3 separate regions of the Gossypium arboreum genome follow, and regions 2 and 3 are each linked to region 1. A link is a contact called in public Hi-C data. All regions are on one chromosome and are shown on one strand. Each heading gives the region's core, a stretch centred on a gene start, on an enhancer-like site or on the middle of the called end of the contact. The rest is flanking DNA. Distances are from core to core; before and after follow the strand shown.

What was found. A called contact is a pair of places that touch in the nucleus more often than the background predicts.
Region 2: a contact with region 1 is called in a Hi-C map of leaf, with 4 times the contacts expected there. The contact joins the promoter of LOC108478947 here to the promoter of LOC108477002 in region 1. A contact is called at or near these places in 2 of 5 Hi-C or Micro-C datasets (both in leaf).
Region 3: a contact with region 1 is called in a Hi-C map of leaf, with 4 times the contacts expected there. The contact joins the promoter of LOC108479252 here to the promoter of LOC108477002 in region 1. A contact is called at or near these places in 2 of 5 Hi-C or Micro-C datasets (both in leaf).

The regions. Positions count from the first base shown.
Region 1 is chr12:18,576,012-18,578,803 of ASM2569848v2, forward strand. LOC108477002 (autophagy-related protein 101) reads right to left here and starts at 1,422. Exons shown (of 7, transcript XM_017779404.2): 1 at 1,083-1,422; 2 at 927-963; 3 at 689-774; 4 at 479-574; 5 at 125-290; 6 at 1-20. The coding sequence starts at 1,115.
Region 2 is chr12:18,177,093-18,179,890 of ASM2569848v2, forward strand. LOC108478947 (methyl jasmonate esterase 1-like) reads left to right here and starts at 1,505. Exons shown (of 4, transcript XM_053023365.1): 1 at 1,505-2,504; 2 at 2,506-2,580; 3 at 2,660-2,797. The coding sequence starts at 2,214. LOC108476553 reads left to right here. Exons shown (of 13, transcript XM_053022757.1): 13 at 112-677.
Region 3 is chr12:19,033,762-19,036,578 of ASM2569848v2, forward strand. It overlaps LOC108479252, which reads right to left and starts at 1,279. Exons shown (of 25, transcript XM_017781732.2): 1 at 944-1,279; 2 at 672-835; 3 at 427-536. The coding sequence starts at 807. It overlaps LOC108477337, which reads right to left. Exons shown (of 10, transcript XR_001870245.2): 9 at 2,316-2,817; 10 at 1,892-2,109.

The sequences.
Region 1 (2,792 bases), core at 172-2,671:
TCTCTCCTCAGTAGCTCTCTCTATATTAATGAACATAAACAATCATAACAGGAAGAAGATAGATTTTAAAGAAAGCAAAAGCAATTTACAATTTTTAAAGTTAAGGGCATAAACAAGGTTATACCTCCGGGGTCAACGACCAGTTTGGTATGATGAGATTTGCTTGAATGGTGTTTTGGGTGTTGAGTAACATTCAAATTGATATACCATTGCTCCCAATATAAGCGCTCGGTTTTATTAGTGAACCAAGATGGCTGCTTGCTTTTCACCTCATAAAACGATAAGCATATCTATAGCACAAACACAAGAAAAGAACTCATATTGAAGACAAGATACAAGCTAAAATGTAAAAGGCTACGACCATATATCATGCAAATGCAACATAAGCAAAAATAAAACCTAAACATAAAATAAGATGCAACGGCGACCATATCCGAAACAAAAACCTGAAAACTATAAGCGAATAGACATAACAGACCTGACTTTTCTTATTGGGATGTTTTTCCACCCAACTTATGAAATGATCAATCTTCTCATCTATTTTCTTCTCAAGTTCCACATCCCCACATTGCACCTAATTATTACAAAATACGAATTTGGGAAACATGCAAAACGCCAGAGAAAAATCAGGAAATAAAAGCAGTGATTTCGATTGGAGAAGTAAAAACTGAAGACATGAATGACTTACATAAGTAATTTCAAAAAGCTCCAAATCCACATCTTTGGGCCGAACTAGACCTAATGCTCTATGAAACACTATTGTATGTAAAATGCCTGCCATCATGGATTTAAAAGGGAAAAAGAAAAACTTTTAACAGGTCAAGTTAATCAAATAAAAAAAAAACTACAAAAAAGAGAGAACGTTTAATAAACGAAATTAATTACTTAAAAAAGGAACAAATATAGAAATTGAAGAGAGGACTTACAGCGCAAAACTTCGCGAATTTCAAAATGCTCCACTTCCTAAATAGGATATTGTTAAATTTAGCGAAAAGTAAAGGAAAATTTCAATCAGAAGAATAAATAGTATGTCTTAATATTTAAGAGTGAAATAAAACAGTAAAAGAGAAAATTTTGATTACCAGTTCTTTGAGTTGGCAGACTTCGCAGTTCATGATAATTGTTTAAAGAGGGAAACCCAGAAGAAACTAAAAGAGAAAAAAAAAAAAGAGATCGAAGAAAATTGGATGGATCAAACCCTAGATTTCAATCGAAACTTGTTTTACTTTTTTGCTTAATCGATCTTTTAATCGGCAGAGTGTGTGCCTTTTACTTTGTTTAGGCTTGGATATATCTGTCTCACATTTTTTTTTTCTTTCTTTAATGGCGTTTGGATAATAAAAATAAGGTGGCTTACATAAGCATGATTAATAACGTGTTAACTCCGGACGTCTTATGCTTTTTCATTTTCCCAGTTCTGATTGTATATTTGTTTATTTCACAATTGAAAAAAGATGGGACTCATTGAGGGGCCGTGCCTAAAGTCCAGAACTGCTAAAGAAGGTCCGATATGGCCCATAGTTTTGTTTGAGTGGTTCATTGGTTTGATTTAAGAAAATTCAATTCAGTTCACAGGTCTGTTTAAGGCCCGCCGGAATGGCAATCCGGTATATACATTCCAAACCCTTTCATCCCAAACTTTCTTGGATATTTTTGTTTTTGATTTCGATCTTGATACCCAAATGTTTTCTTCCCTCCTATAAAATTCATTTTTTTTTAAATATATACTAAAAACTAGGGTAAATTCCATGAATGGTGACCTAATTATGAGAGTGTTTTTAGTTTGGTCACCCAATTATAATTTTTTTTATTTAGTCACTAAAGTTTTCAAAATTAATTTTTTTAATCATCATACCATTAAGTCGATAATGCAAGTCTAACATCGGCTTTTTATTCACATAATAACAAATTTAACCTTCCAATATTTACACATTTTAGCAATTAGATTTAAAAAATTCTACAAATTTAATTTTAAATATTTACAAAATTTTTCATTTTAATAGGATTCAGAAAAAATTAAAATTTGCACTAATTAAATCAAACTTCCTTGACTAATCGAATTCTTTTTCTACCCAAATCCTTAACCAATTAAAATCCTTCTTTTCCACCAAAATTCCCCCCACCCCGACCATGCCTTGCCCAAGAAAGAAAAAGCCCCCTGTTGCACCCTTCTCACGCCACCATCATCATCCCATCATTGCCTCAAACGCATTGCCCAACACCGCCACCTTCCTCTCACACAATTCGCCACACTTCTTTTGTTCCATCACCACTTTCCCTTACTATTAAAAACAAACCACCATTGTTGCAATATCAATTCACCACTACCTCATTCTATGTCCCTTGCAGCGCCACCCTGCTCCCTCTAGCCGCTATCATACCTTTCAGCACCATCCCTTTCTATTAACCCTTACTGACCATGTCTTCAACTCTCCCAAGTTACACACAATCTCCTCTCAACCGCCCTTTCGTGTTACACCATTAGCCCAAGTCCTAAACTAGGCCTCCTTAATACATGCATGGATAGGGTGAAAATTTATTAAATTCAATTCATCAAAGCTACCAATTTTTTAAGTTTGAAAAATCAATTAACTTACGACGCATTTTTATATGAGATCCAAGTATTTTTCTGTCAAGATGTCTTTGATCGATGAAATAACTATTTTTTAGTTTTGAAACGCACTTTGAATCACCTTATTTCAAGTTCAAGAGGTCAAGTTATGGTTGTTTTAGTGAAAACTACACAAACATAAATTTCTGGATGGGATTATTGCGGGAACTACGAGTTTTTA
Region 2 (2,798 bases), core at 255-2,754, 400 kb before region 1:
AAGTGTTTAATCCATATATGAGCTCTTTGTCTTATTCTTTTTCCTTCAAGAGCAACATAAATAGTTGTTCTATCAGCTTTTATTCTCAACTTATTCTTTTACAAATTTCAGGATGGTTTAACCTCGCTTGATTTTTCCTTTACTCAAGTTGAGACATGAGAACATTGAATTGATGAAGCTATTGAAGCAGCTTTCCAAGGCAATATCAGCAACTGCTTTAAATTACAACAAAAGATGATAAATTTTGCAGCTACTTCAAAGCATGACAATACTTTTGTGAAACTAGACGCTGATGGTAAAACCCGCAGTTCACTCATCAAAACAATGTCTTTTGAATCCCATTGCTAAGTTTTGATCAGCTTGTGTAACATGTACTTATGTTATTATATACCTTTGTCATTCTCCGTTGCTTTTCTAAAAGTTAACACTCTTAACAGTTTGGTAACATCAAGGATAGAGTATTTTGAAATCAAGATCTTAGTAATGTACACAACGGTCTGGCTTAGTAATGTGAACCGAAGGCTCACCACTGAAGCAGGGAGTTCTTCTCATAGCTGGTTTGTGAATTGAGTTTGGTCTAGGAATAAAGTATATCAATGGTATTGTACCAGTTTTTCATTTCAGACGTTCTTCATTTGTTGTTGAAGTTCTACGAACTTGGCCATTCAAATGTTAAATTCTGTTGGCAGTAACAAATAAAAAAAAGTTATATATTGGTTGCACTAAAAAAAGAATAAACGAGCAGGACAAAGTCTCGAGAAAATGAGTTTTTGCAAGTATCTATTCCATTTTCCTTCAGTCATAAAGGCACTATTAGACTAGCATAAAAAAAAAAGAAACATTTCGAATTAATGTTATTTATTGATTTAATTAATTTATTTTTAGACAATATTAAATAAAAATCTGTAAAACTTTCCCATAGTATGAGGGCTTGTTTCATTGAAAACAATACTTCATCCAAGCATTAGAAAACATACTTCCCATGGTATGAGGGCTTGTTTCATTGAAAATAATACTTCATCCAAGCATTAGAAAACATACTTTTTCGAAACATCAATTTATTTTTTGAAATCATTTTCAAGTGTTTGGTTCTTGGAAAATATTTTTCATCAATGGAAAGAATTAACTAAAATAAAACTAATATTATATTAAGTATAAGTTTTAATTTTATTTTCTTAAAATATTTAAAATGTTAAAATATTGATCTTAGATATTATAATTTTCGATATTCAATTTAATTATATAATAAATAATTAATATAATTTATAAATTTAATAAAATATTTAAGATTACAATTTTATATTAATATTAACTTTTAAAATTAGAAATAAATTTAAAAATATTATTAATCTTTCATTGAAAAATATTATTATAAAATAAAACATGAATCTTTTAATAATATAAGTATCTCTATTGGACTATTTCTTGAAGAAACAGCACACCATGACAAACACGTTGTGGCTAACAACCATTCTTTTTTTTTCTCTTCAAAACATGTGATACAAAATAGACTAGTATTATTGATGATTCTTGAACTTGGACAAGGAAAGATGCAATGATAGTAGTAGCACTAAAAAGGTGATTTAGTTATAACCTTTCGACTTTAAGCGGAAGAACCTTTAAACTGTGCTTGTTTTGGTTGTGCGGCATGGCAGCACCCTTGTTGTGCCTGTTCATTCAATGAAGCCAAAGGGACACAACCCACCTAATGGGGTGACGCTGCTTCTGGATTTTGATCACATGGTTAGGTCCTGAGGCTTCTGCTCTTGCCTTTAAGAAATTTCAGAGAGATTCCTGCTTGATTCATGGTGAAAGTATACAGTATAAAATACAACTAAATATCAAACTCTAAGCTCTTATGATCTTATCCTTTCCAAGTTTTACTATTAATTAAATTTGATATTTAGTTGCCGACCATACGATGTTCTCCTCGATTCTGTCGTCCGTCTTACTTTAGCTTATATGGACCTATAATAGCCATCCTTTTGATATTACGTTTTTGTTTTATGGTAACTTATAGCTGTTTTGGAGAAGGAAAAAAACAAAGAATATAAATGCAAATACATTGCAATACCAATAAGCTACGCCTTGACTTAAAGGGAATCAATTGATTTAAAGGCCGCACTTATTGAATTATCTCCCATAATTTTGATATAAATTGGTTGCAAGAGACTGAACCAAACAAGTAAAGAGAGCAAGGAAGAGAAAAAGAGATGGAGAAGAAAGAAGGTCATTTTGTGCTAGTTCATGGAGCCTGCCATGGAGCTTGGTGTTGGTATAAAGTGATAACTCAGCTCAAATCAATGGGCCACAAGGTTACAGCAATGGACTTGGCTGGTGCTGGTATTCATCCAAAGGAAGTTCAGGAGGCTCAGTCGTTTCCTGATTACTTTGAACCATTGATGAACTTCATGGCGTCTGCTCAGCCGGAGGAGAAGGTGATTCTAGTGGGTCACAGTCTAGGTGGGTATTCCATATCGGCTGCCATGGAAAGATTTCCTGAAAAAAGTTGCTGTTGCAGTATTTGCCACTGCTTTCATGCCCGGTCCAAATCTCCCTTACCTAACTATTTCTCAACAGGTACATGCTTCTGCAGTTCTTACCATGTATTGAGACAGCTTCTTAACTTCCATCACTGTTTTTTTTCTTTATCGGACAGCTCAATGAAAGGTTGAGTCCTGACAAGACCATGGACATCCAGTTTCTGTTCCAGAATGGACTAGATAAGCCTCCAACTTCAGCACTCTTCGGACATAATTTCTTGGCATCCAAGTTGTACCAGTTATCCCCACCTGAGG
Region 3 (2,817 bases), core at 29-2,528, 460 kb after region 1:
ATGACCCCTAGAATACCACTAGCATAGATTGGTTTCAATAAAACATCTTACCACAACATATTTTGTGAACAATTGAAAACTGAAAGGAAATGAATTTTAGGAAGCTATCTAAAAGATCAACGCCACACATTGAAAGAACACACCCTACCTTAAAATGCCTCGACATTCTTAGGAACAAAAAAATAAGATTCAAACTATCTCCTCATACTAGAATATTTACAAAGAAACCTGTCTAATGGCAGTAAAATCTAAGATTGAACTAATAGCAATCTTATATGCTCTACCCTCTACATCAATTGATTAACAACTGTACTAATACTAATCTTAATATGCAGTAATTCTATTCTCATGATAATTGAATGCAATTTCTTTTTTGTTCTTTTTTGTGGTAATGATCGAAGCTAACTTTAAAATTGCGGAACCAACCTCAAGAATGGCAATCACAGCGTGACCACTTGTAGGACTATAAGCCATCCGAACCACCGGCGAACCAATGTCTATAGTAGCTAGCTTACTTCCAGTTAAAGCATCAAATTCTGCAACCAAAAAAGATCCAAACATGTTTTAATCCTTTTAAAGCAGATTTAACTGCTCAGCTCTAAAAGTTATCCAAAACCTCTCTAAATTCCTTTTTTTTTAAAAGACAAAAGTTGAACTTTAGTCGTCATTACCGATGATGTAAGTGCCGATGGCAGCGGAAACGAGAGCCTGAGTAGGATGAAAAGCTGCGGCGTGTGGCTGCAACGGTTTGTAAATGCCTCGTGCGACATGGCGTAGATCCAAGTGTTGCAAAGTCGTCCACTCCATCGATTCTTCTTTTGAACTCTCTCTCTATCTCTCACACAGAAAAAGGAAAATCAGAATTGGGAAGAGAGCGGAGACCTAGATCCGATCTGAACTGCACGTTGAGAGTCGAAGGAAATTTTAAATTTAATCTGTTTACCTCTTGTGTTTTCTATGCGGAAGAAGCTCAATTCATCCCGAGATTTCTTTTGAAAGGTAAAATGCATAGAAAAGAATATCAAAATAACAAAAATAAGCTGTGAAATTTAAGAGAAAAAGAATAGGCTGGTCTGGCTGGTTGGTGATGGCGAAACTGAGAGTTGGCCTTAATGGAGGAACAAATATTTGGGCCTCCTTTTATTTGCTGGTTTTATTTTAGTATACTACGATTCAGCCCACTTTGGACTATCGAGTTCATAATATAAAACTTTCTAAAGATATTTAAGATGTTAACGACGGGAAGAGGGGTGGGCAATATTTGGGTCATGTTACACATATCATATTTGTATTAATTGTTTTAGTTAATATATATGAAGTTCCCTGAAATTTGCAATTTGTACTCTTTTTAACTTTAATTGGTATCTAACCTTAAAATTGCAATTTCAATTTGGTACTTTTTTTAAGGTATCTAACATTATTAATATACACGGACATGGCAACATGTCAATCTCACATTGACAGGTGACAAAAAATTAAAAAAAAAATTTAAAACTAAGTACCTACACTTGACTTAAATTTACATTTTAATAACTAAACTTGACTTAAAAGGAACAAATTGGTACTTAAGAGTTTTTTTTATCGAATAGGTACCTAAACTTGACCTCAGTTCAATTTGATATCTAAACTTTTTTTTATTATCCAATTAGGTACCTGAACTTGGCTTTTTTATTCCAATTAATACCTAAACTTAGCTTCATGGTTCAAATAAGTCATTCACAGAAAGTATTAATTTGGACCAAAAAGCCAAGTACCAATTTGAACCAAGAAGCCAAGTTCAAGTACTTAATTGCACCAAAATAAACTTTAGGTACCAAATTGAACTTTAAGACCAGGTTCAAGTACCTAATTGGAGTAAAAAACATGCAACAATATGAACTTTAAAACCAAATTCAAGTACCAAAATAATATATTTACCCAATTTTGACATATTTAATAATATTTTCACGTCTATATTCAAATAGCTGACACCAAAAAAAAAAAAAAAATCGAAACACAGACATGCATATAGCTCAGCCATCAGCTAGTCTTGTCCAGGAACAGGTAACTCCATGGGTCACCATCAGCAGTGGCTATCAATGACTAATCTTTGGCATGAATAAGGCCCAACTGCTATAAAACAACAAAACTATCAGTATATTGCTTACAAAGAGTTATAGTTGATCGGTTTAGATCAACTATCCGTCAAGCAAATCTTCATATATTTAATCTACACTGTAAAACTAAAATATCAACAGAAAGCAATTTGTGGCCTTAAAAAGTGCGCAAAATTTATGCAAAGAATTGCATTGTTCAACCATATTACTATTACATACTATGAAAAGTGCAGATGTTCGTTTCCTATTTATCTTTGCATGATTTCCATGCTGAGAACGTAACTTCCAGCTGTTGCTTGTGCATTGTAGCATCCTAATGAAAATTGAGTCAAAAGAAATTTTGCGTCCATTTACACGCCTTTACTGCAGAAAGGGATCAGTATAACTGCCTGTCAACATTCATCAAATCTGGAGATTGGATCAAATTCCTTTATCTATTGCAAAAGTCAGGATTTGAGTTGGGATGGTGGCTGTAATTGTCAGTTGAACTGCTGGTTTTGAGAAGCAGGTATTGTCCATGGATCTACATATGGTCTAAAGGACAATGACCTTACCATTGTTGAAGTAGATCCGATATTATAGCTGGCAAACCCATGTGGTGCACTCCGGTGGTTAAAGTTTCGTTGAGGTTGATATGGATTTAGGATAGTACCGGCATATGAATGATGAAAGGCACCTGTATCTTCAGCAAAATGAACGGGTTTTTCATAACTATAAGAAG